Regions from separate parts of the Sus scrofa genome. Here all the other regions are linked to region 2. The links are chromatin contacts, called in public Hi-C and HiChIP or PLAC-seq maps. All regions are on one chromosome and are shown on one strand. Each heading gives the region's core, a stretch centred on a gene start, on an enhancer-like site or on the middle of the called end of the contact. The rest is flanking DNA. Distances are from core to core; before and after follow the strand shown.

What was found. Hi-C and Micro-C count contacts between places; a contact is called where the count stands out from the background. HiChIP or PLAC-seq counts read pairs in DNA pulled down with a chosen protein or histone mark.
Region 1: an H3K27ac HiChIP or PLAC-seq map of alveolar macrophages shows a contact between it and region 2. The contact joins the promoter of KIAA0825 here to the promoter of FAM172A in region 2. A contact is called at or near these places in 1 of 5 promoter capture datasets (liver) and 2 of 2 datasets of contacts at active chromatin or transcription factors (alveolar macrophages and skeletal muscle).
Region 3: a Hi-C map of skeletal muscle shows a contact between it and region 2, with 2.5 times the contacts expected there. The contact joins the promoter of NR2F1 here to the promoter of FAM172A in region 2. A contact is called at or near these places in 2 of 47 Hi-C or Micro-C datasets (fibroblasts and skeletal muscle).

Annotation. Positions count from the first base shown.
Region 1 is chr2:101,289,814-101,293,738 of Sscrofa11.1, forward strand. It overlaps KIAA0825, which reads right to left and starts at 2,170. Exons shown (of 20, transcript XM_021085379.1): 1 at 2,040-2,170. The region is part of intron 2 of SLF1 (SMC5-SMC6 complex localization factor protein 1); the gene reads left to right.
Region 2 is chr2:100,890,923-100,895,120 of Sscrofa11.1, forward strand. It overlaps FAM172A (protein FAM172A), which reads right to left and starts at 2,672. Exons shown (of 11, transcript XM_013994983.2): 1 at 2,508-2,672.
Region 3 is chr2:100,445,589-100,449,807 of Sscrofa11.1, forward strand. It overlaps NR2F1 (COUP transcription factor 1), which reads left to right and starts at 2,073. Exons shown (of 3, transcript XM_003354213.4): 1 at 2,073-2,775. The coding sequence starts at 2,316.

The DNA of each region.
Region 1 (3,925 bases), core at 920-3,419, 400 kb after region 2:
TACACGAGTGAAACAGAATGGTTTTGCTAACAGCCAATGGATAATAATTCCTTAGAGAGCATCACAAAGTTCAGTTCTATGAATTTGTACTCATCACTCATTTTCTCTGTTTTTACATAGACACACAAATAGAAGCTGCCTAAATAGATAGCTGATACTCTAGACTTAGAGTCACTAATATACTAATGGTCTCTAGATTGCTTGATTTGAATTAGGATGATAAAACTGGCCTAGGATCAATACAGAAAAGAATTTGGATTATGTATATGTGAAAATTACCTTATTGTGATTCCTTAAATTCCCTAACACATCCCTTAATATTAACACATTAAGGAATTAATTGCTTACACATTCCTTAAATCTCTTTATACTCAAGTTTTGCTATCCATTTGACTTCTGAATGTGATTTACTACTTATCCTATTTTACCTGAGAGTGAAAAGAATGATTCCGTTATGGCTATTTACGAGAGGAAGTATAGAGCACATGAAAAAGAGCCAAGGGTTGGATTCAGATAAACTGGGTTCAAATCTCAGTTGCCATTTAAGTGTATAATCTGTGGGTATGTCTTTGAGCCTTGGTATAAAATGTTTGCAAAACAGGGATAAATGACTTTTCTTGTAGAATGGCAGTAAGTTTAAGATAATAAATGTAAAGTGTGTGGCAGACAGTGACTATTTGTGATTAGTGTTAGCGGTTGGCTGTATTAATTTGAAAGGAGATGTCACAAATCAAGAGCAATGATAAAACAAAAAAACACCCTATTACCTATCTAAAAACTAGCTGGTATATAGAAACATGTAACCTCCCTTAAAGGATTTATAATCCTTTCAGCTGAAGAATGGACCACCAAGATTCAATAAAAATGACAAAACTGAGAACAAATGAAGAGATGATGAAAGTTTGAATTGTTAATCAACAAGGAGTTGAACTTGTCCTAAATATGGCCGAATTACTCTCAAAAAATAACAAGGCATTTGCCTGGTGCATCAGGGTCCTTGATTGGAACACAATGTATTTTTTTTTTTTTATTTTTATGGTAGAGTTATCCTTAGAACTCCCTTTGGAACTGGCTGTTTTGGAAGAAAGAAAGAAAAAAAAAAAAAAAAACCAAGCAGCTGCGTTTTATGGAACAGGTGATTACTTAAATGTAAGATGGAGAGTGTAAACTACTTACTTGAAGAAACTGCATTACTCAAAAAAAGAGAGAAGTTGCCAAGATTATTTTATCACATTTTTAAAATCTTCCACCAAATGAGCACCTTTCCTTACATTATTCCTTCGTCGGAAGCAATTTCATTTTAAAACTATTCAACCGCAGACCTCCACCTAAAATTCTCCTGAATCCCTCATTAACTAAGGAAGCCTGGAGCAGAGCAGGGGCAGCCCTTTCTGAAAGCACACCTACTTTCTGCAAACTCATTAACAGAGGATTAAAATCTAAAGCCCATGTATGAAATTCTAAACTTGTTCTCCTATCTCATTAGCTCATAGCAGCCAGATAAACAGACTATTCTCACCTATTTCAAACTGCGCCTGGACAGCTGAATTAATTCTAAATCAGGAACGAACCCCTCATCCCACTTTCAAAACATACAAGGTGTCCACTTCAACCGACTAGCAGCCTCCTCCCACGAATTGCACTCCAGCGTAATGCCAAGAGTACTCAGAAAAAGGATGGTAAAGCACCTCCGGAAAATCTAGAGTGGCCAATGGGAAAGTATGGACATCCCTTGATCATTGGTTGGGAGACTCGATGCTACACCGAGTAGCGGTACAAGGTGTCTTTGGCCTTGCCCAGGGGCACTTCGGGAGCCGAGGTCAAGTTCCAAGTTGGAGACAAATGCTGCGAGGGGAGAAGACGGTAAGTTGGGATCTTAAGGCCTTCTCCAACAGAACAGAGGATCGAGCCCACGGGGATGATGGGGGCTCCTAGTTCAATCCTTTCCCGCTCACTTATTGGTCCGGCCGAAATGCTGCACGGAGCCCCGGGAGGCCGGAAGTACCAGGCCCAAAAGGTAACCCAGAAAAATGACTCACCAGTCTCCCACCTTCGTAGCTGATCTAGCAGGGCCCTGACTCGCCAGCAATAATCAAGTCCTGCACCCTTCTCAGACCGCCCTGACGACCGCTGGAGAGCGTCACTAACAACCACCCGGAAATGGCGCAATAGCTTCCGGGGGCGCGGAGCGCGCGGCGGGAAATTATTTCCCAGAGCCCGGATTAGTGAAGCAGCCAGTGCTGCAGCGGCTGTCGTCTTCCTTGTCCCCGCCGCCGCGCGAAGGAAGCAGCCCAGAAACTCCGGCCGGGAAGGTAAAGGGCCTCAGCTCGGAAGACACGGTGTACCCTGACTCTGTAGGGATGTTTCCTCCGTGCCCTCGAAGTTTCTGCGCCTCTCGGCTGTGAGGCTGGGAAGGGGCCGGGGTGAGCGGCGGCGGCGCCTGCCTCTGGCGTTTTCCTCAGCTGCCGTTTGTTCGCTCTCGGCCGAGTCGCCGCGCTTGGCGCCCGCGTCGGTGAGCTGCGACCGCAGACCCCGCCCCGGTGCCGCAGCGGGGACGGTAGCCGAGCGCCTCTGCAGTGCGGGGCTCAGCGGCTTCCCCCGCCTCCTGTTTGCGCAGCTCCGCAGTTGGGTTTCCTGCCAAGACTGCACTAGGCCACTCGCGTCTCTCGTTTCCATAGAACCGACTGGGACGCCTCTCCCTGAGTCCCAGATTCTTGGCTGCTTTCCATAACTCAGCGTCAGTGCAGGTGTTTGGGATACCCCAGGCCCACCTTCCTGTGACGAGGAAAATGTTGTCATTCTTTTTTCCCTAGTAGAATTTTAAATTTACCCAAATGGTAATGAACATAACTGCGGCTGCTCTAGGCCTTCAAACACACACACGCAATCTTTCTCTCTCTCTCTCACACACACACATACACGTCTATCTCTGTTCCTAGGGATTTTAATATCTTAGCCATTTGAAGTCTGGGAACATGGCTATGGTTGTCCTGAGAGTTCTTCCACTTCCCAAACGTCTGATTAAATACTGACAAAATCTTAATCTACTTTGAGTACTCCATAGCAGGATTTGACCCAGAAATTAGATGGAGCTTGATTTTGGTAGCACCAACCTCTTTGACGAATGACTGTGCTATATCAAAAAAAAGCGGAAAAAAATTCCTTTTAAGACATTAGGAATGAAAATTTAAACTGAATTTACAGTGTACGTGTGACAGACTCTGCACCTCATGAACTTTTGGGCTTATGTTATTACATTATGCCTCATTTCCTAGAAGTACTTATTGATGTGCAAGATGTTCCCATTTTAAGCAAGTTTGACTAACCTGTATTGCAGGTGTTCCTACATAAGTTAATAGCTTGAGGTGCGCTTTTATAACGAGTTAGTTTGATTATGATTAAGTTAACTCAGTATTCTAAATTTAAATGAATTAAGGTACTTTAATACTTGTGTACGTTTTTATTGTGAAGAAAATTAGCCTTCAGTAACACAAATATGCTCCTGTTAGGTCTGTTTTCTAAATGTAAATTTTTCTTTTGCCTTATTGATTTAAGGGAAATTCAATTATATGATTTAATATTTTTTTGCTTCCCTAAAGCCTGTGAAACAGTCTTCGAAAAGGCGGTCAAGTATGTTATTTTTCATAATCACAATTCAGAATGCTGAAGATTTCATAATAGGTGTCGAAAATTTTCACTCATGTCTGAAAACCTTGCCTTTAAGAAAACCAATAGAATACTTTTATTAACTATGTGGTGTTTCTTTGATTCTTCTGAGATAGTCTTTTCACTATTTAAGCAACACATTTAAAAAAAATCAGTAATTCTATATAGACTGCAAAAAATAAAACCTAAAGAAAGTGAAGAACCTTTCTCAAAAATACAACTAAGATGGATCTTAAGTTACTCTTATAATTGACTCTCC
Region 2 (4,198 bases), core at 1,422-3,921:
TCACACCCATTAGGATGGCTATTATCTTTTTAAAAAATAAGAGAGAAAATGTATTTGGCAAGGATGTGGAGAAGTGTTGGTGAGGATGTACAGAAAATGTAACCTCTGTGCACTGTCAGGAAAACATGCAAATAGTGTAGCCATGCGGACAACAGTGTGGCAATTCCTTAAAAAGTAAACACAGAAGTAACACATGATCCAGCACTACCACTTCTGGGTATATAAACAAAAGAAATTAAAGCAAATATTTACACACTCATCTTCATAGTAGCATTATTCACAACAGCCAAAAGGTGGAAGCAACCCAAGCATCTATGGACCAATGAATGGATAAACAAAACGTAGTCTATACATACAATGAATATTATTCAGTCTTAAAAAGGAAGAACATTCTGACATATGCTACAATACACATAAACCTTGACAACATGCTAAGCGAAATAAGCCAGTCACAAAAGGACAAATGTTATATGATTCCACTTATATGAGGTATCCAGAGCAAATTCATAGAGACAGACTAGGCTAGTGGTTGCCCAGGACTGAGTAGAGGGAGGGATTGGGAATTAATGTTTAATGGGTATGTATCGTCAGTTGAGGAAGATGAAAAGCTCTAGAAATGGATGGTAGTGATGGCTACATAACAATGTGAATATATTTAATGCCACTGAAATGTTTAAAATGATTGTTATAAAATTTTTAAAAAAGAATGGAAAGTAAAACTGACAAAAGATATCTTACTTCATTTGCTACTTAGTTATCCATGGCCACTGTACAAGCCCAATCTGACCCTAAAACAGACAGCACAAGTTATGCACAACTGAGAAAATAGTGCTTAATTTTGTTAGTGCTAATGAAAATCTTGGAAACATTTCTATATATCAGAAAACAACAGATTCTCCTCTTAGAGGTCTGTCCGGGAAAGCTAAAAAAAAATAGGCTGTCAATAAATAAGATCCCTCATGCTCACACAAATCACTGTATAAATATTCCTGAGACTGTTAAACACTGATGCCTCCATGCCTACATCCACGCCATTCCAAGATATACCAAACATATTTCAGCCTCAGGGCCTTCTCGTAGCCTCAAACACATGCCCACATACCCACAGAGCTCACCCTGATTTCATTCACATCTCTAGGCAAAAGTCCTCTTATCATCAGCAAGGCTGATCTTGACTGACATAAAACAGCATGCTTCATCATTCTGTCACCCTTCAACCTGCTTTATTTTTCTTCATACCTCTTATCACTACTTGCTACACTTACTTGCTAACTGTGCTTCTCTATCCACCACAATGTAAAGTTCAGGAGCACAAAGACTGCCTGTTTGTTCACTACTGTAAGCCCAGCACCTAGAACATGACCTGGCACACTGAAGGTGGCCGATAAATATATGATAATTGAATGAATAGATGGATATTCACAACGTCACAGGTCATACTGCCCTCTTGAAATTGGTACTATTCTACCATTTACCAGAATTGCAGCAGCCACTGCCTCAAAGCCAGCCAGAGCTTCCCTTGCTTAGGTTTTACTCTTAAGTGGAACACCTAGTTAAGAAGCCAGATAGAAGCATGGTACCAGTATGTCCAAAAAATATTCTGTGACTTATCTTCTCAATACATTAAATGAAATATATAGGTCCCTCTCAATGAGGAATAAAAAAAGTAAGCACAAAGAATATACTTGTTACACTGTTTTAAGACAAAAGGATACCATAGATTGCATCACATTGCACCCATTTGATAAACAGTAGAAGGCACTTGCTAGCCTGAAAACTACAGGATTCTCCCTCTGCAATTTTTCAGAGGATTTGGAGAAACAAACAAACGCAGCAATAGTGCTTACCAATAAATATAGCACTAAATTAAGTAACCGATTATTTGGCACAACAGATACACACTCTGGAGCACCAGAAAAATATATTAAATCTTTGGATGAGGAAAAGAGAAGACTGTTTCCAAAATACACCTAACTTTACTTCAAAGTCCAAAGTATTCAATTAAGAATTCATCTCGGTGAAATGTTCCACCAGCGCCCATGCATGTTACAAGTTTTGATAGCATTCTATAAGTACACTTTAATATTCCGTCTGCAGCGAACGACTGCTGGCAAAGCTTTGGCAGGTGATGATAATTTGTAGAAATATCGTTAACCAGAGAACTGCAATACTCCCCACCTGAGAAAGCAGGAAGGTCCCTTACGCTACAATCTCTAGGTTCCCAGAACCCCGTATGTCCAACTGTAAGGAGACTCATCTAGGGAACACACGTGTTCCCGCCTAGGAAGTGGAAACGTCAGGTGGAAGCTCCCCATCAGCGGGGTCCGGGACTTAGGGCAGAGCTGTCCGCAGGAACCGCAGCGTGGCTCCGGGCAGTCTCCGGCCCCAGCGCCAGGGACCCCATCGCCAGGGACCTTCGCCCAAGATGAAACAAGGCCAGCCTCTTCCTCTGATTTCGGCCCGGGCCTGCCCCCGGAGCTCACAAACCCGGCAAACGCAGGTCCTACCTGAGCTCTGCCCCCAGCTGCAGGGCTGCGGGGGGAGGCGGGAGGAGGCGTGGCCTTCCAGCTCGCCAGTGGAACTCCCTCGTGCGGTTGTTATGACTTTGCCTCTTGGGATCCGCGCCCCGACCAAGTTCGAGTTGCACTTCCGGGGTCCGCAGGAGACTAAAACGTCATTGCGTACGCGACGGCGGCGGCCGCGACAAGCCGGAAATGGGAGGGGCGTGGTCGGTGGGTTGGTTCCTGTGGCGGTAGGTAGGCTGGGAGAGAGGAACTTGTGGGAGGTAAGCGTTGTCCAGTTTTTATCATGTGGGCTCTCCTCGCCTTTCCCTCGCCGTTTAAGGCGAGGGACACCATTTCCTGGGTAGTTTTAAAGGATGGGGCTACGGTGAAGCCCCATTCTCCAAGCAGAATTTTAAAAACAATTGCGGGAGCCCATGCAGCTAATTGCCCATTCTCATGGTCTCTCCCCCTTCACCTGATCCATTCAACTCCAGAAAAGACATAGGAGGTGGGAGACTTAAGATTTAGAAAATTAAATTTACCTCTAAATTATAACTTATATAAAGTAGGTAGTGAGGCATAGGCTTCTTGAGCCTGCTTTTTTTCCTACCTCCTGAATACTAACATGATGATTAAAAACAGATGTTGAAAGTTATGGTCACATCGCTAACAGGGGGTTGGATCAAAACTCAGCCTTTATGGCAGAAATCACTGATAGTAAAAATTACCCATGAAAATTCCCTAAGTGGCCGGCAAAGTCCAGAGTACATGATGTTAAGCATAAACTCTAGCTCTTTGTTACGCATACCTAAATGTGAGACCTCTTGGCTAGTTTATTCGTTACGATGAAAAGAGAGTTTGTAGATATTTGGGAATTTAAACAATCCTGATAAATCCGAGGGACAACTCTTAGTCTTCATCTAGCTTAACTATTCAGCATTTTACACAGTTAATCACATGTTACTTCTTGAAACTTGAAAAACCTTCTTCATTTGACTTTTGTGAACTCCACAGAACTCTTGATTCTCCTTTGCTAGATTCTTCCTCATTTCTTGATGTTAGTGTGACCCAGATCTCTTACCCTTTCTAGCAACCTTCATCCTCCAGGTGATTTCATTCATTCCCTTCACTGTCTTTTATATTGGCATTACTATACTGATGGCTCCCAAATAGCCGTTTGCAGCAATGATTATTTGATTTCTATACTGACATAGCTCACTTCTTACTAAACATATCTACCAGGATATTTAACATGCATCTCAAACGGCATTTTCTATCTCCAAAACCTGTTTTCCTTTCCTGTTGCATATCTTTGCATCTCAGTAAATGGCAAATTGATTCTTAAAATTGTTCAGGTCGTACCTTGATTCTTCTTTCTCTCACATTTCACATCCAGTCAATCGGCAAAATTGGTGGCTCTTTTTTCAAAAATTACCCTAAATCTAATCAGTTCTCACCACCTCTGCAGCTACTATTCTAGTCCTCATGGGATGCTCTAATTGTCTTTTAATTGCTCTCCATGCTTCTTACCTCTCTGCAGGCAGTTCTCCTATTGGAAACTGTAGAAGTCCTTTTAAAATGCAAATCAGAATTTGTTACTTTCCTATTCAAAATCTTTGAGCTTCTCTACTCAAACGGAATTAAATAAAAAATTGCTTACATAAGTCCCTAAGATCTTGAGTAATATGACCCCA
Region 3 (4,219 bases), core at 823-3,322, 450 kb before region 2:
TTCGCCATCCCTTCCCCCTCTGGTGCTCATGTGCGTGTGTGTGTGTGAGAGAGAGAGAGAGAGAGTGCGTGTGTGTGACCATAGACGACCCATACTAATCAGGTCTCAGAGTAAATAGCAGCGCAGGGCGATCTCAATGTAAATTGCGCTTGTCAGAAGCACACCCCCCTCCCTCACTTTCTCTCCTCCTCTCTACGCCATTCCCGTCTGTAGGTAGCTAAGGGGGGGGGGAGAAAGAAAGGAAAAGAGGAGGGGGGAGGGGCTCTCCAACCAATGGCGTGCGGGAGGCTTGGCTAACCTTAGCCTCCCATTTTCTCTCCCCCCCGATTCAGGGCTCTGACCAGTCAGTCGCCTTTGATTATCAGTTGCCAGCAGCCCTTCTCTTGGCTCCTTGACACGAGCTCCATATAAGGCAGCGATCTCCATAGAAACGTGTCAGTTTCAATAGTAGTGTCAAAGTTCACTATATACAGACATTCGCGCAGATCCCCCTTTCGGAAACACTGCTCTGCGAGTCCTCCCGTTTAAACGCATTCAATTTTGGGGTCTCTCTCTTCTCTCTCTCTCTCTCCCTCTCTCTCTCTCTCCCTCTCTCTCTCTCTCTCTCTCCCTCTCTCTCTCTCTCTCTCTGTCTCTCTCTTCCGCCTCTCTCTTTCAATCTCTCTCTTTTTTCCCCCTCTCTCTCTCCTCTTTCCCTTTTCTTACATATTCTATTAGTTGTTTCCACCGTATTCTTCTTCTTTCCTTTTTCTCCCTCCTCCTTGTCTCTTTTACTCCATTCCTGCAGAGGAGTGAGGGCTAAACTTAAGGGAAAAAAAAAAAAAAAAGAGGAGGAGGAGGAGGCACCCCCTTCGTATTCTTCTTATCGTTATTTTATACATATATGATTTTTTTTGGAGGGAGGGTGTTGGTTCCCGGCTGAAGAGCACTTATTTAAAATACTAAAAAAAGAACATTTTTGGGCGATCTCCAGGGTTTTTTTAACTAGCTCTGTGTGTTATAGCAGAAGAAGCAGAAGAAGGAGCAAGAAAGAGGAAAAGAAGAGGATTATTTATTCGACCTACTTTGGATGTCTCTTTCGCTTTTTTTTTTTTTTTTTTTTTTTTGCAATTCTTTTTCTTCTGATTTTTATTTTTTCTATTTCGCTGTGAAATCGTCGCCGGCGTGAATTATCTCGTATTTTTTTCTCCCTCTGTCACCTCCCGAAAGAAGAAGGCAGCGAGAGCCCGGCGCCACCCGCACAACAAAAAGAGCAAAGTGTGTGATCCTCCTCGCTGGCTGCCTTCTGCTCTCCAGCGCTGCCTTCCTGAATGGCTGGCTGCGTCCGGCCCTGGACCTGGCCCCCCGACACCAGCGCGCCCTGATCGCCGCCGGCAGCCTCGCCCCGCGCCCTGCTCGGCTCACCGCGCTCCCCTCAATCCCGAGCCCAGCGAGGGCTCCCGCCGGGACAGCGGCGGCGGTGCGGGCGGCCCCGACCTGGGCTCGCGCTCCTCTGGCTGCAGCCCCGACTCCAGCTCGGACTCCGGCCCGGGCCCGGGCTCCTCCAGCGGCGCTCGGCGCTGCAGCTGAGGCGGCAGCTCCAGAGGCGCCGGCAGCCGCGACCTCCTCCTCCTCCGCCGCCGCCGCCGCCCTCGCCCGCTTCCTCTATGTCTGCTCCGCCGGCGCGCAGCGCGTAGCCCGAGCGGCCGGCAGGCGGGCGGGCGCCCGGCGCGGGTGAGCGAGTGTGTGTGCCAGTGTGTGTGTGCGCGGGGGTGCGGGCGAGGCGGAGGGTGAGTGTGTGCGCGCGCCGTGGCCCATGCCCGCCGCCCCCGGCGCTGCGCCCCGCGCCGCTCCCGGCTGCCGCCTGTGCCATTTCTGATTTTGCAACTTGGGGAAGAAGAAAAAAGCGAGAGAAGGGAGCTTGGTCGCTGGGGGGGGTGGGGAGGGGGGGAAGGAGAGCGTGGCCCCCCAGGATCAGAGCGCGGGGGGAGCGGGCGAGGGGAGCAGGGGTGTTGGGGGGGGAGCCTGAGAGCCTGGGGGGCTGCAAAAAGAGAGAAAGAAAACAGCAGGAACCACAACAAAACGCCAGCAGGGCGGGCGGGCGCGCAGCAGCAGCGGGGCGGCCGAGGCAGTAGCGGCGGCAGCGGCGGCGGCGGCAGAAGCAGCGGCCAGTGCCCGGCTCGGGCTCCGCTCCCGCGACCCCGGGGCGCCGGGCGGGCCCCCCGCCCCCTCCCCCTCCCCCCTTCCCCTTCCCCTTCCCCTCCCAGCGCGCCCGCGCGCCCCACGGCCCTCGGCGAGCAGCTCGGCTCCCCCCAGCGCTCCCCGGGCCCAAAGATATGGCAATGGTAGTTAGCAGCTGGCGAGATCCGCAGGACGACGTGGCCGGGGGCAACCCCGGCGGCCCCAACCCCGCAGCGCAGGCGGCCCGCGGCGGCGGCGGCGCCGGCGAGCAGCAGCAGCAGGCGGGCTCGGGCGCGCCGCACACGCCGCAGACCCCGGGCCAGCCCGGAGCGCCCGCCACCCCCGGCACGGCAGGGGACAAGGGCCAGGGCCCGCCTGGCTCGGGCCAGAGCCAGCAGCACATCGAGTGCGTGGTGTGCGGGGACAAGTCGAGCGGCAAGCACTACGGCCAATTCACCTGCGAGGGCTGCAAAAGTTTCTTCAAGAGGAGCGTCCGCAGGAACTTAACTTACACATGCCGTGCCAACAGGAACTGTCCCATCGACCAGCATCACCGCAACCAGTGCCAATACTGCCGCCTCAAGAAGTGCCTCAAAGTGGGCATGAGGCGGGAAGGTGAATATTTCTTCTGTGCTTCTCTCCCTGAGCTTCGCCCGCCTCCCCGGCCCTCTTTCTTTCTCTCTCTCCGGCGGGGGTGGCTGCTGTATGAGGCTGGGGCTCCTGCGGTCCCGGCCCGTCCCAGCTTCCCCTGTCCCCGCTGCCTTCCTCCCCCGGCGTCCCCCCCCCTTCTCCCCAGCTCGCTGCCGCTGCCTCCCCCTCCCGGCCTGCGCTCCACTCCCCGGCTCCTCCACCCCGCCCGCTGCCTGCTCAGGATTGAGTCCCTGGGATCGTGAGCTGTGGCTTAAAATCCCCTTCCTCTGTCTTGGATGTGCTCGGTGTGTGTCTCTTTCCCGCGTGTGCGTGAGGATGCTCGGGGCTGTGCTGGCATGTACTTGGGGAGGGGTGCTTTTTCCCCCAGAAAACTCTGTTTCTGTGTTTTTTCATTCCACTTTTCCCTCCACCTCTTCATGCCCTTTATTTAAAATGGGGGAGGGCTGGAGACTGGAGTACTCTGAACCATAGATTCATTACTGCATCATCCTTTTGGAAGCTTAGCTTGGGAAAAGAGGAGTGAGATTTATTGCACTTGTAGGTCTAATTAGGGGGGAAGGGGGGCTTCTGGCCTGTTCACTGGTTCCCTCTCCTCTTCACCGAGCTGGGGCCGCCTCCTCCAGAGCTGTGGCCTTGTTTTCACCCCTCTACTTTGAAAGGAAAGTTTGTGACTGAACCGTGCTTTCATAGTGTGTCATTTTTTTTTAAAGCATGATACTCGTTTTATTTCTTCATCAAACTCCACCCTCTGCTTAAATACTGCATACAAATTACAATTTACAGCGGCATTTACCGATCCTTCTGATTTGGCTATAATGCATAGACTGCAGCTGGCATGAGCTTCCACATCATTTAATCCCTGTGTTGTATGGATTTGGTTTCTTTTAACACAACTTTTGATGTTGTATTTAGATATGCTTCATGTTCATGTGGCAAGAGATGCAGCACTTTTCTTATAAATATATCTAGCCATTTACAGTTAAAGTTTATCTCCTGACAATCATTAAAGATGTCTTATAGTCAAATTAGCGAACCAGTCAATTTTGCAGAATGCAGATTACTCCTTCTTGTAATTGACTTTAAAATTATATTTTATATGCCACAAGAAAAGAAATTGAATTCCTTCAGACCTCAAGGAAAAGGCAAATATGATGACTTCATTTCTAGCTCCAGGGAGATTTTGTAGGCATCTGAAAAAAAAAAAAACTTTGAATTGTATTCTCATTTAATTGAAAAATAACTGCCAAGTTCAAAACTATAATTAGAAAAAAGTATTCTAGCCATTATGTCTCAAGAGCTTAAATTGCATTGGGACTTGCATTAAAATTAGAATCAAAGCAAACTTAAGAAAATAGTATACAACCTGAAGTGAGATAGCTACGTGTACATGGACATATCTATATTAATT